Regions from separate parts of the Sus scrofa genome. Here region 2 is linked to region 1. A link is a contact called in public promoter capture Hi-C data. All regions are on one chromosome and are shown on one strand. Each heading gives the region's core, a stretch centred on a gene start, on an enhancer-like site or on the middle of the called end of the contact. The rest is flanking DNA. Distances are from core to core; before and after follow the strand shown. Region 1 overlaps EOMES (eomesodermin homolog). Region 2 holds the start of ZCWPW2 (zinc finger CW-type PWWP domain protein 2).

Region 1 (4,859 bases), core at 1,726-4,225:
CACAACATCAAACAGGCAAGGCCCTGCAAATGCCTTTTAAATCTGAGATTTCTACCTCCACCACCTTTCCTAATAGTGACAAGGGGGAGTTGCTCTGAGTTCTTCAAAGTTCTAGGCCTTGCAGAGGTAGATTTCCTATAGTTGAAATACTGAAGGCCCGGGAGGAAACCTTTTCTTATGGCGCGGCACAGTTTTCCCCAATAGCCAAGAATGCAGCAAAAATGGGCTGCACTGTCCCCATCCCTCCACAGCGCTCAGCCAAGAGCTCCGTCCTCCAACTTTCTTCATTTCTGGGAGGTAGATTGTTTGGGGTCAACGTTAGGGTGTTTTTTTTTTTTTTTTTTTTTTTTTTAAGTGTTTCTCTTTATATTGTAGCATGTACACCGCTTCCGAAAATGACAGGTTAACTCCATCTCCCACGGATTCTCCTAGATCCCATCAGATTGTCCCCGGAGGTCGGTACGGCGTTCAGTCCTTCTTCCCGGAGCCCTTTGTCAACACCTTACCTCAAGCCCGCTATTATAATGGCGAGAGAACCGTGCCACAGACCAACGGCCTCCTTTCACCCCAACAGAGCGAAGAGGTGGCCAGCCCTCCCCAGCGGTGGCTGGTCACGCCTGTCCAGCAACCTGGGACCAACAAACTAGACATCGGTTCCTATGAGTCTGAATATACTTCCAGCACCTTGCTCCCGTATGGTATTAAACCCTTGCCCCTGCAGACCTCCCATGCCCTGGGGTACTACCCCGACCCCACCTTCCCTGCCATGGCAGGGTGGGGAGGCAGAGGTTCTTATCAGAGGAAGATGGCGGCTGGACTCCCATGGACCTCCAGAACAAGCCCCCCTGTGTTCTCTGAAGATCAGCTCTCCAAGGAGAAAGTCAAAGAAGAAATGAGCTCTTCTTGGATAGAGACGCCCCCGTCTATCAAGTCTCTCGATTCCAATGATTCCGGTGTATACACCAGTGCTTGTAAGCGAAGGCGGCTGTCTCCTAGCACCTCTAGTAATGAAAACTCCCCCTCCATAAAGTGTGAGGACATTAACGCCGAAGAGTACAGTAAAGACACCTCGAAAGGCATGGGGGGGTATTATGCTTTTTACACAACTCCCTAGAGAGTTCTTTTAACCTCGTGAAAATGAGCTAATGAAAATTTTGCAGATGGACTTGGTGGTGTTTTTGTTGTCGTCTTTGCCTAGGTTGCCAAAAAGACCTTTGCCTTCCACCTTGACGCATACTGTTTTGTGCAATTCTCTAAAAGAAGGTGCCAAAGCGTTTCGATTGCTGCAGGTAACTGAAACAAGCTTAGCCATTTTTTTCCCTTTTTAATAAATTGAATGGAGAACTTTCAAGTGTTTTAAAATATGAAGGTTATTCAAAGTTATGGATTTATTTATTGGAGACTCTAGACATTCAGAAAATTGGGCTGTGAAGATTGAGTGCCATCAGAGAAGTTGAAAGCTTTGGTTCTCATTTTTATTTGTGACTCTAAGCAAAGGGAAGAAGCCCAAAGTGGTAGGTGGTTTTGCTTCTGCAAGAGAAAGGTGGGCCTTCAGCTTCCACAAGGATTTTTTGCTATTAACTCTTTGCTAGGGACAAAAGATGTTAGGCCTGGGGGCAAGAGGAACTTGGGGAAGGTGCTGGTTTTACCTGACTTTGATTCTTCCCAGGCTTCTGAAACAAGCCATGTTTGCCCTAGTTAGGGATTCCAGGCCTCTGCTGTGTGCTGGGTGGCTTGTAGGACTCAGGAGAGGGCAAGGGAAGGAGTGGCCAAAAAAAAAAAAAAAAAAAAAAAAAAAAAAAAGCCGGGGTGGGGGAGGGGGAGAATTTTAAAGTGTACAGTTCTGTGTGCTTAGATATATTGTAGAATAATGTGGAAAATATTGTACAAATAGTCTACTGTAGGCTTATGAGATTATTATGTAAAATTGGTGCTTTGGCTTTGTAAAGAATTTGCAAATCACCAGACAACACAGGTGTGGGAGAAGGGGAAGTTTCTCTCCTCTCCCCACAGCATATGGGAATATTCTGTTTACTTCTTAGTTGAGAATGTATTCAGCCTCTCTGTACTAACTTGAACCGAACCCGTGTCAAGGAAAACTCCCATTTCATCCTCTTCCTTCACCACCCCCGCTATCCAACTCAGTAATGTGAAGAAACAGAAACCCCACGCCACAGCTCCTATATAGGCTTTTTAGAGATCTTGGATTTTTATGTACAGTCTAGTCATTTTTAATAAATGTGGTTCATTAAGGGAACAGGCATAGCTGTCTTCTGTAACGTGGGTTTTAATCTTTGTTTCAAAAAAATCTTTGTTTAGTTTCTTCCTCCACCCTCCTCCAGCATGAACACTGTCCCACCAGCCCACTGCCCACCCCGCCCCCGCAAAGCTCTAGAATCTCTTAAGTGAACACAGTCGTCGTGAAGGGGTGGGGAAGCTTTTGTTTATCTTATTTTTCCTCTAAGGATGAATGGGGTTATTTCCTTACCGCACTGGTAAGTCGGGACAATGGGTATTGGGGCTAGGGAGGGGGAGGAGGGTTGCCGCCGAGACACTAGATTGTCCACAGCAGGCTTGCTGCAAGCCTAGAACACCACCCCCAGCACTGGGCGTCCGGGCTTTTTCTAGACCTGTTTAGGGCTTCCCATCCCCGGACCCACGTGGGCTCCCGGGAACCCTCGCAGTCCTCCCAGCGCCCACCAGTTCCGGGTCCCTGGGGCGCGGTGGGAGCTATCCCTTCACCCCTTCTCTAGCTGCCACCTGCGGCTTCCCTTTCGGAGCTCTGGACCCCGCCGGGGCACCTGCGTGCCGGGGCGTTGAGGAGGCGGCGGGCTTCTGGGCTCTGCCAACAGCGACCAGGCAGCCGATCGCCTCGCGTTTAGCGCCGCTTATTTGGCTCTCAGTCCCCGGGAGGGCGAAGGCCACTCCATCCCCTGGCTGAGCTCCGGACCCGCGGAAGAGTTAAACCCAGGAGCGGGGCGGAGGGCCCTTTGTCCCGCTGCCAGACGCCCCGCCAGGCTTATCGGCAGACGGCTTCTGGCCCGGCTTGCGGTCCTTCCAGCCCCCTCCCCACCCTCCCAGGGTAAAGGTCTGGCCAGGAGGGTCATTTTTCTAACTGCGTGGCGCGGAAATGCAGCTGCTAAGAGGATTAGTGCTGGGGGTGGTGGGGCGAGCGATCAGCCGGGACCTCCTCCTCTTCCGCGCCCAATTAAGGCGGCCAGGAGCGTGCAATTCGCCTCTGCGGGTTTGCCGGTTCCCACCTCCCTTCCCGGGTCCGAGTCCTTCCCGCGCCGCCGGTGACCTTGGGGTCTCGGACTCTATCCCCGCGTCCCCGACAGCGCCAGTTCCAAACGCTTTGCCCAAGCCGCCCCGAATTTTACCAGAGCAGGAAATGAAAGCTTTGAAACTTGGTTTACGGGTGTTTACTGTGGACGGAAGACCCAGACTGGAGGAGGAGAAATCGTAGCCACGTAATTTGATCAGCGCTTCCCCCTTTCCCATCCCCAAGGAACTCGAGCTTGTTGAGAGATGCGATGGAATTTCGAAACGGTGTTCTCCTATTCTGCCCTCCAGAAAGACTGAAAATGCTAATCACCGCCGGATAAGGCAGACACTGGCCCCAGTCTATTTCGATCCTGTATATTTTTGCACCGTACAGTAAAAAGAACCTGGTACTTGTGAAAAGTCCCTCGCAGTGTTTAATAGAAACGTAAGTGGCTGAGTGGCCCCAATTAACACCTTGTGATAAGGCATTCCTAAGATGGAGTGTCAGACACCAAATTGTGAAGAGATGTATCTAATTAATCCTCCTAGGATGACACCGATAAACAAGCCTCTATTTAAATAAAGATCAAGGGCTCGGCGCCCCGTTTGTTTACATTCTCTGTCGGGGTCCCAGCGTTTGCGCCCGTGCGGGCGGCGGCGTTCTCTGTATCGAGTGGAGACACCGGCTTGAGGCTCTGCTGGCCCGCCTCGGTGCTTGCCCCAGACAAAAATCTGCAATTAGATAAAAAACAAACTGCAACGGAAGAGAGAAAATAAGTGCCAAAGGGATCCCGACTCCGAGTTGGAAATACTGTTGTCATCCACGCGTGTCCTTTACATCGCCACTTTGGGGTTCGTTCGAGTTTTTAGAAGGAAGGCAAACAAAAAGCATTCCACCCGCAGCTCCAGGAAGTCGAACTCCGCGCAAGACCTTCCTCCGCCCCCTACTTGCCCCGACACCGCGGGCGTTCGCTCCTCCAGGGTTCTGAAGCTGACAATTCCTGGGACACTGGGTGACTATCCTGGGGATGGGGTGGGGGAGCCACCCACTGGGAATGGCAAGAAGAATCTGGAAAGAAATGGGGGCGGGGGAAGGTGCAGCCAAACTCAATTTATAAGACGGGGCCGGGGTTTGGAGCCTGCCTGGGGTGAGCAGCAAGGCATATCCCCACTCCTCAGTGCAGAGTCTCGCCGCTCCAGATCAGCTTTTGGTACCAGCCTTCGCTTGGCTTGAAATCTTCGTGTCAAGGCAGACTGATGGTCTTCCCTTTTCTCTTCAGGCTCTTACTTCTTTCTGTACCAAAAAAAAAAAAAAAAAAAAAAAAAAAAAAAAAAAAAAAAAGTGGGGATATTATGAAGCTGCTTCTTTTTTTTTTTTTAAATTTTGGAAGTGTCCTGGAAACACTCCGAAATAACATTCCCGCATGCCCTCTGATCTGAATCGAAATTGATCCACCAATAGGTACAAAAATTAAAACTATTCTTTCTCCACTTGCCTGGCTGCTTCCCCTTTGCCGCTCGCTCTACCACGTCCCCCACCCAGCGGCATGCTGTCTGCAAGAGTTTGGCTTTTGCCCTCGCGGAGAGGCTCTTTT
Region 2 (4,778 bases), core at 197-2,696, 580 kb before region 1:
GGTGCCTAACCAATTTTTCTAACATTCTTCAACAACTACCTAAAACACACGACTGGTGGTTTGGTTTTCCTTTGTAAAGCTCATTACCCAGGCAACAGAAAAGGGATGATTTTTGTAAAAATTATTAAAAAGCCTGCTCTTAGGTCCAGCCTGATAAACTGGAGTTAACAGATCTTTCTAAATGATTCCTTTATTACAGATTTTTAAAACTTTTTTGTCGGGCTGCACCCACAGCATATAGAATTTCCCAGGCTGGGGGTCAAATCTGAGCTGTAGCTGCCGAAAACGCCTTTTCCTTAACCGACTGAGCAAGGCCAGGGATCTAATAAAACATTTTTAAAGATTTTTTTTTTTTTTGTCTTTTTTGCCATTTCCCGCGGCATATGGAGGTTCCCAGGCTAGGGGTCCAATTGGAGCTGCAGCCGCCTGCCTACGCCAGAATCACAGCAACGCGGGATCCGACCCGCGTCTGCAACCTACACCACAGCTCATAGTAACACTGGATCCTTAACCCACTGAGCAATGCCAGGGATCGGATCTGCAACCTCATGGTTCCTGGTCGGATTCGCTAACCACTGAGCCACGACGGGAACTCCTCTAATAAAACATTTTTAAAATGTCAGGTTAACTTTAAGTTATAATCATTGCTCATAACAACTGTGAATTTTCACTTAAATCTAAAGCAAAAAGAGAGGCTTAACAATAAGAGAAATCTATGTTAAAGTAAACCCTATAGCCAAATCCATCTTTGATGAGTTGATGAATTAAAACACGCTTCCAAATACCGACTCCAACGCTATTTAAACCCTCAGTTTACAAATATTACTAAAGGGGTGGAGAGGAGGCGACCTGATTGCTAATCGGCAGTTGGTAAGGATAAATGCCCTATAATGAGCGTTTTCTCGGTTATCCTCTTAACCAGAAACATGCCCAGAGTTTAATGGGTTCCACCCGGCTGCTGCGACTCCCAAGGACAACAACGGACAACAACGAATTCAACTCCTGACTCCACAACTCGGGATGGCCCACCTTCTAGAAACAACCAAGGGTGGGAGAAACTGGTTCAGCCGGTTGAACTTTCAGATCCCAAAGCTCTGCCCTCAGGTCAGCAGATTTCACTTTTTCAGAAACAGAGGTGTGCTAAGTAACTACGGGGCCTAGAGTTACAACTACCCCATCCCCCCAAAAAACAGAGGCAGGCGTTTACCACCCCTCAGCAAGCGCTCAGTGTCATGGGTTCCCCAGTTCCTCCTCCAAGGCGCTGGGAACCTGCAAGAGCGCAACCAAGAGGAGCCAACACGCGCCACAACACTTGGGAACCCCCAAGCGGCCGCCAGTAAAAAAAAACACCACAGAAGAAAACACCGGTCCAGCCGCCACCCAGGCGGTTGACGTCTTACCCACTCCGCCTCTGCTCCCGCCTCTCGCGTCGCCGCGGCCCCGCCCGTCCCACCGCGGAGGCTCACGGGAAGCGTAGTACGCCGCGGCCCCTCCCCGCCGCGGAGGCTTACGGGACAAGTACGCAACGCCCACCTTCTCCCTCCTCACCCCACCCGCAACCCCCCGTACGGGCTTCGCAGATTGTCTCCCCACTCCCTCGGGCCTGACTTCCGGTTTGCTCTAGCGTTCCCGGCGCCTAGGTGCGGACCACGGGAACCCCTTCTTCCGGCCGTGAGCCAATCGTCCTTCTGTTCAGCTGTCCAGCCGCGCTCCCCCTTCGCGGCCTGCCGGGTGCGGGCTCTGACTGGCCTGCTCCGGCGGGCCGGAGCCCCGCGCGCGCGTGTTGCTGGGTAACGGGCCTTCTCTGGTGGCCGCTCGGCCCTCGGCCTCGCCTAGCTCTCCTTCCAGAACTTCCGAGGCCCCAGACTACCGGCCTGCCGGGCCGGCGTTGGCGCTGCTGAGGCAAGAGAAATGGGAGTCCTTCTGCGGCATCCCCGGAGCGGCTGCCTTCGCTGGGGAAGCGGCGGTGTCTTCGAGGAAACCGGAAGCCCGCGGTGACCCCTGGCGACCCGGTTTGTTTTCGATCCATTTCCAAACACTGGGGAATCGTAACTCGGCGGCCCTAAGGGCGGCCCCAAGGAGCCCGGCCTCGCGGTGAGTGACTGGCTTTGGCTGGGCCTGGGGTACTGGCAGAGACGGGACCATCTCCGAGGCCGATTCCGGTCCGAAGAGATACGTCATTTTCTCGCAGACCTTTGGCTAGGGAGCGGCCCTCCTGGCATCCCCTACCCCTTCACCTCGCGCTGGAGCCGTGCCAGGCCCCACTTGGTCTTCAGTTCTACCTAGTACTTATTTTCCTTCCGGACTCTGGTGTACTGGGCTGCCTTCAGTTTTACTTCATTCATTGGGACTCCATTTAAATCGGAAACGAAAGAGGGAAGTGTGTCTGGGACGGGTAATGTAATCACCCACCTTGTACATTATCGAGGGTTCACAGCAGGTAGTTGTTTTTCCGTTGTCTAACCGATGTATTCCCTATGGTTTCGATCATTTGTTGAGTGGCTACTACGTGCCGGGGAGGAGGAATCCTTCCTCCCTACAAACAAGGAACTCAAATATTGGAATGTGAGAGAAAATGCAGTAACTGTAACACAGATGAAAACATGGCTCCAGGATGTATTGGAGATTTGCTGAGATGATCAAGGACAGTGACATACCAGGATTGAAATTGATCCAAGCCTCTTAAACATAGAAGACGCTTGCTTTTTTACTTTTGGAATTGTAAATTGGATTGAGCAAGATCTCAAGGCATAATTTAAATTCTTCTTGTCTAAACTTGCCATATCTCATTTACTCACCTGTTGTGATCACTCCCTACATTGCCTGTAAGTTAGGAATGGTGCATCCTTCAAAGGATTGTTAAATTTTAATGCCATCTTGTAAAATGAGAAGTTGTAAACAAATGTAAGGTTTTAATATTAAAGAGACGTTGTAGTGAAATGGGAAATGCGCTGGATTAAGTCAGAACATTAACTCAGAATCTGAGTGCTGAATTTTCCACTTATTCATTTGACACTGAATAAGAGATCAAATCTCTTCCTGTTCTCTATCTCTAAAATTGGAATGCTTCCTCTCCAAAACAGCAGAGCATAGTTTCCAAGAGTTCCCTGACTCTAGAGTCAGCTAGCCTTTTTTTTCATGATTGGTTCTCACTGTTTTAATTGCTCTGTGATGTGTGGAACTTCTTACTCACTTTGTAGATCTTACATAGATTTAATGAATAATTGTGAAGAATAAGTGAGATAGTTTCCCTAATAGTAAAAACGCGCTGCCTGATATACCAACACAGAACATTGTCATGATTATTAAATAAAATGATGTGTTGAAGTACTTTATAGTCCTTGAAGTAGGATAAAACCAATGTAACTTTTTATTTCCTTTTGGTATGTATATTCTGGATTAAAGTCTAGTTGTTTTATCACTGTTACAGAATAATTAATGCTAGTAGTAGTAACATTGTGAAAGATGCCCAATTGCATTGAGATGTATTACTATACAAAAGGATGAAAAGAAGTGATGGCTCTTCATACCTATGCTAACCCAGAAAGAGTGTTATGATTTCTTGGCCATACAAAGTAATTTCTGGCCATACAAAGTGATAACAAGACAGTAAGATAACTCAGTGAAGATTGTAAAAATGAAAGTGGGATTTTTCATAGTGTGTATCTGATACTGAGTATATCCTGGGGCGCTAACTGAATTATATATTGGGTATGATTCCACTCCCCCCCCCCCCCCGGCCAGGAGTGCTTTGGCTCTTTGAGGTATTTTTGTATTTCCATACAAATTCAAAAATTTTTGTTCTTATGTCTGTGAAAAATGCCATTGGTTATTTGATAGGAATTGCATTAATCTGTTGATTGCATTGGGTAGTATAGTCATTTTGGCATTATTGATTCTTCCAGTCCAAGAGCATGGTGTATCTTTCCATCTGTTTGTATCGTATTTGATTTCTTTCATCAGTGTCTCATAGTTTTTGAAATACAGGCCTTTTGCCTCATTAGCTAGGATTATACGTAGGTATTTTATTCTTTTTGATGGGATGGTAAATGGGATTGTTTCCTTAATTTCTCTTTCTGTATTATAGCAATGCAACAGATTTCTCTATTAATTTTGTCCTACTGCTTTACCAAATTCATGATAAGCTCTAGTATTTTCTGGTAGCATCTTTAGGAATTTCTATGTAATCTTTAGGAATTTCTATGTATCATGTAATCTGCAAACAGTGACAGTTTTACTTCTTTTTCAATTTGGATTCCTTGCAGTTCCCACTGTCGTGCAGTGGGTTAAAAATCCCACTGCAGTGGCTCAGGTCACTGTAGAGGTTTGGTTTCGATCCCTGACGAGGCACAGAGGGTTAAAGTGTCCTGCATTGCTGCAGCTGTGGTGTAGGTGGCAGCTGTGGCTCAGATTCATTCCCTGTCCTGGGAACTTGCATATGCCACAGGTATGGCCTTAAAATTTTAAAATAAAAAAAATTTGGATTCCTTTTATTTTTTTTCTTTAACTGCCATGGTTAGTACTTGCAAAGCTATGTTAAATAAAAGCAGCAAGAGTGAACATAAAAAAAAGTGGTGAGAGTGAGCCTCTCATTTTAGAGGAAATTCTTTCAACTTTTCACCATTAGAATGATGTTAGCTATGGGTTTGTCATATATGGCCTTTTTTATGTTGAAGTAGGTCCCTTGTGTGCCCGCTTTCTGAAGCGTTTATCATAAATGCATGTTGAATTTTGTCAAAAGTTTTTTCTATATCTATCGAGGTGACCATATGGGTTTT

What was found. Promoter capture Hi-C pulls out the DNA fragments that hold promoters and counts their contacts.
Region 2: a promoter capture Hi-C map of liver shows a contact between it and region 1, with 6 times the contacts expected there. The contact joins the promoter of ZCWPW2 here to the enhancer-like site in region 1. A contact is called at or near these places in 2 of 5 promoter capture datasets (fetal liver and liver), 5 of 47 Hi-C or Micro-C datasets (embryonic fibroblasts, epiblast stem cells, fetal heart ventricle and 2 more) and 2 of 2 datasets of contacts at active chromatin or transcription factors (alveolar macrophages and skeletal muscle).

The regions. Positions count from the first base shown.
Region 1 is chr13:14,206,992-14,211,850 of Sscrofa11.1, reverse strand. It overlaps EOMES (eomesodermin homolog), which reads left to right. Exons shown (of 6, transcript XM_005669315.3): 6 at 376-2,261. The coding sequence ends at 1,114. Among named protein-coding and RNA genes, the nearest start is that of EOMES, 6.8 kb to the left of the region's middle. Within about 2 kb of position 2,975, at least 17 of the 83 cell types and tissues checked have an H3K27ac peak or open chromatin away from gene starts, as enhancers often do. A contact at or near this core is called in epiblast stem cells and liver, where this site is marked.
Region 2 is chr13:14,782,132-14,786,909 of Sscrofa11.1, reverse strand. ZCWPW2 (zinc finger CW-type PWWP domain protein 2) reads right to left here and starts at 1,446. Exons shown (of 9, transcript XM_021071484.1): 1 at 1,401-1,446. It overlaps AZI2 (5-azacytidine-induced protein 2), which reads left to right and starts at 1,488. Exons shown (of 8, transcript XM_003358349.5): 1 at 1,488-2,825.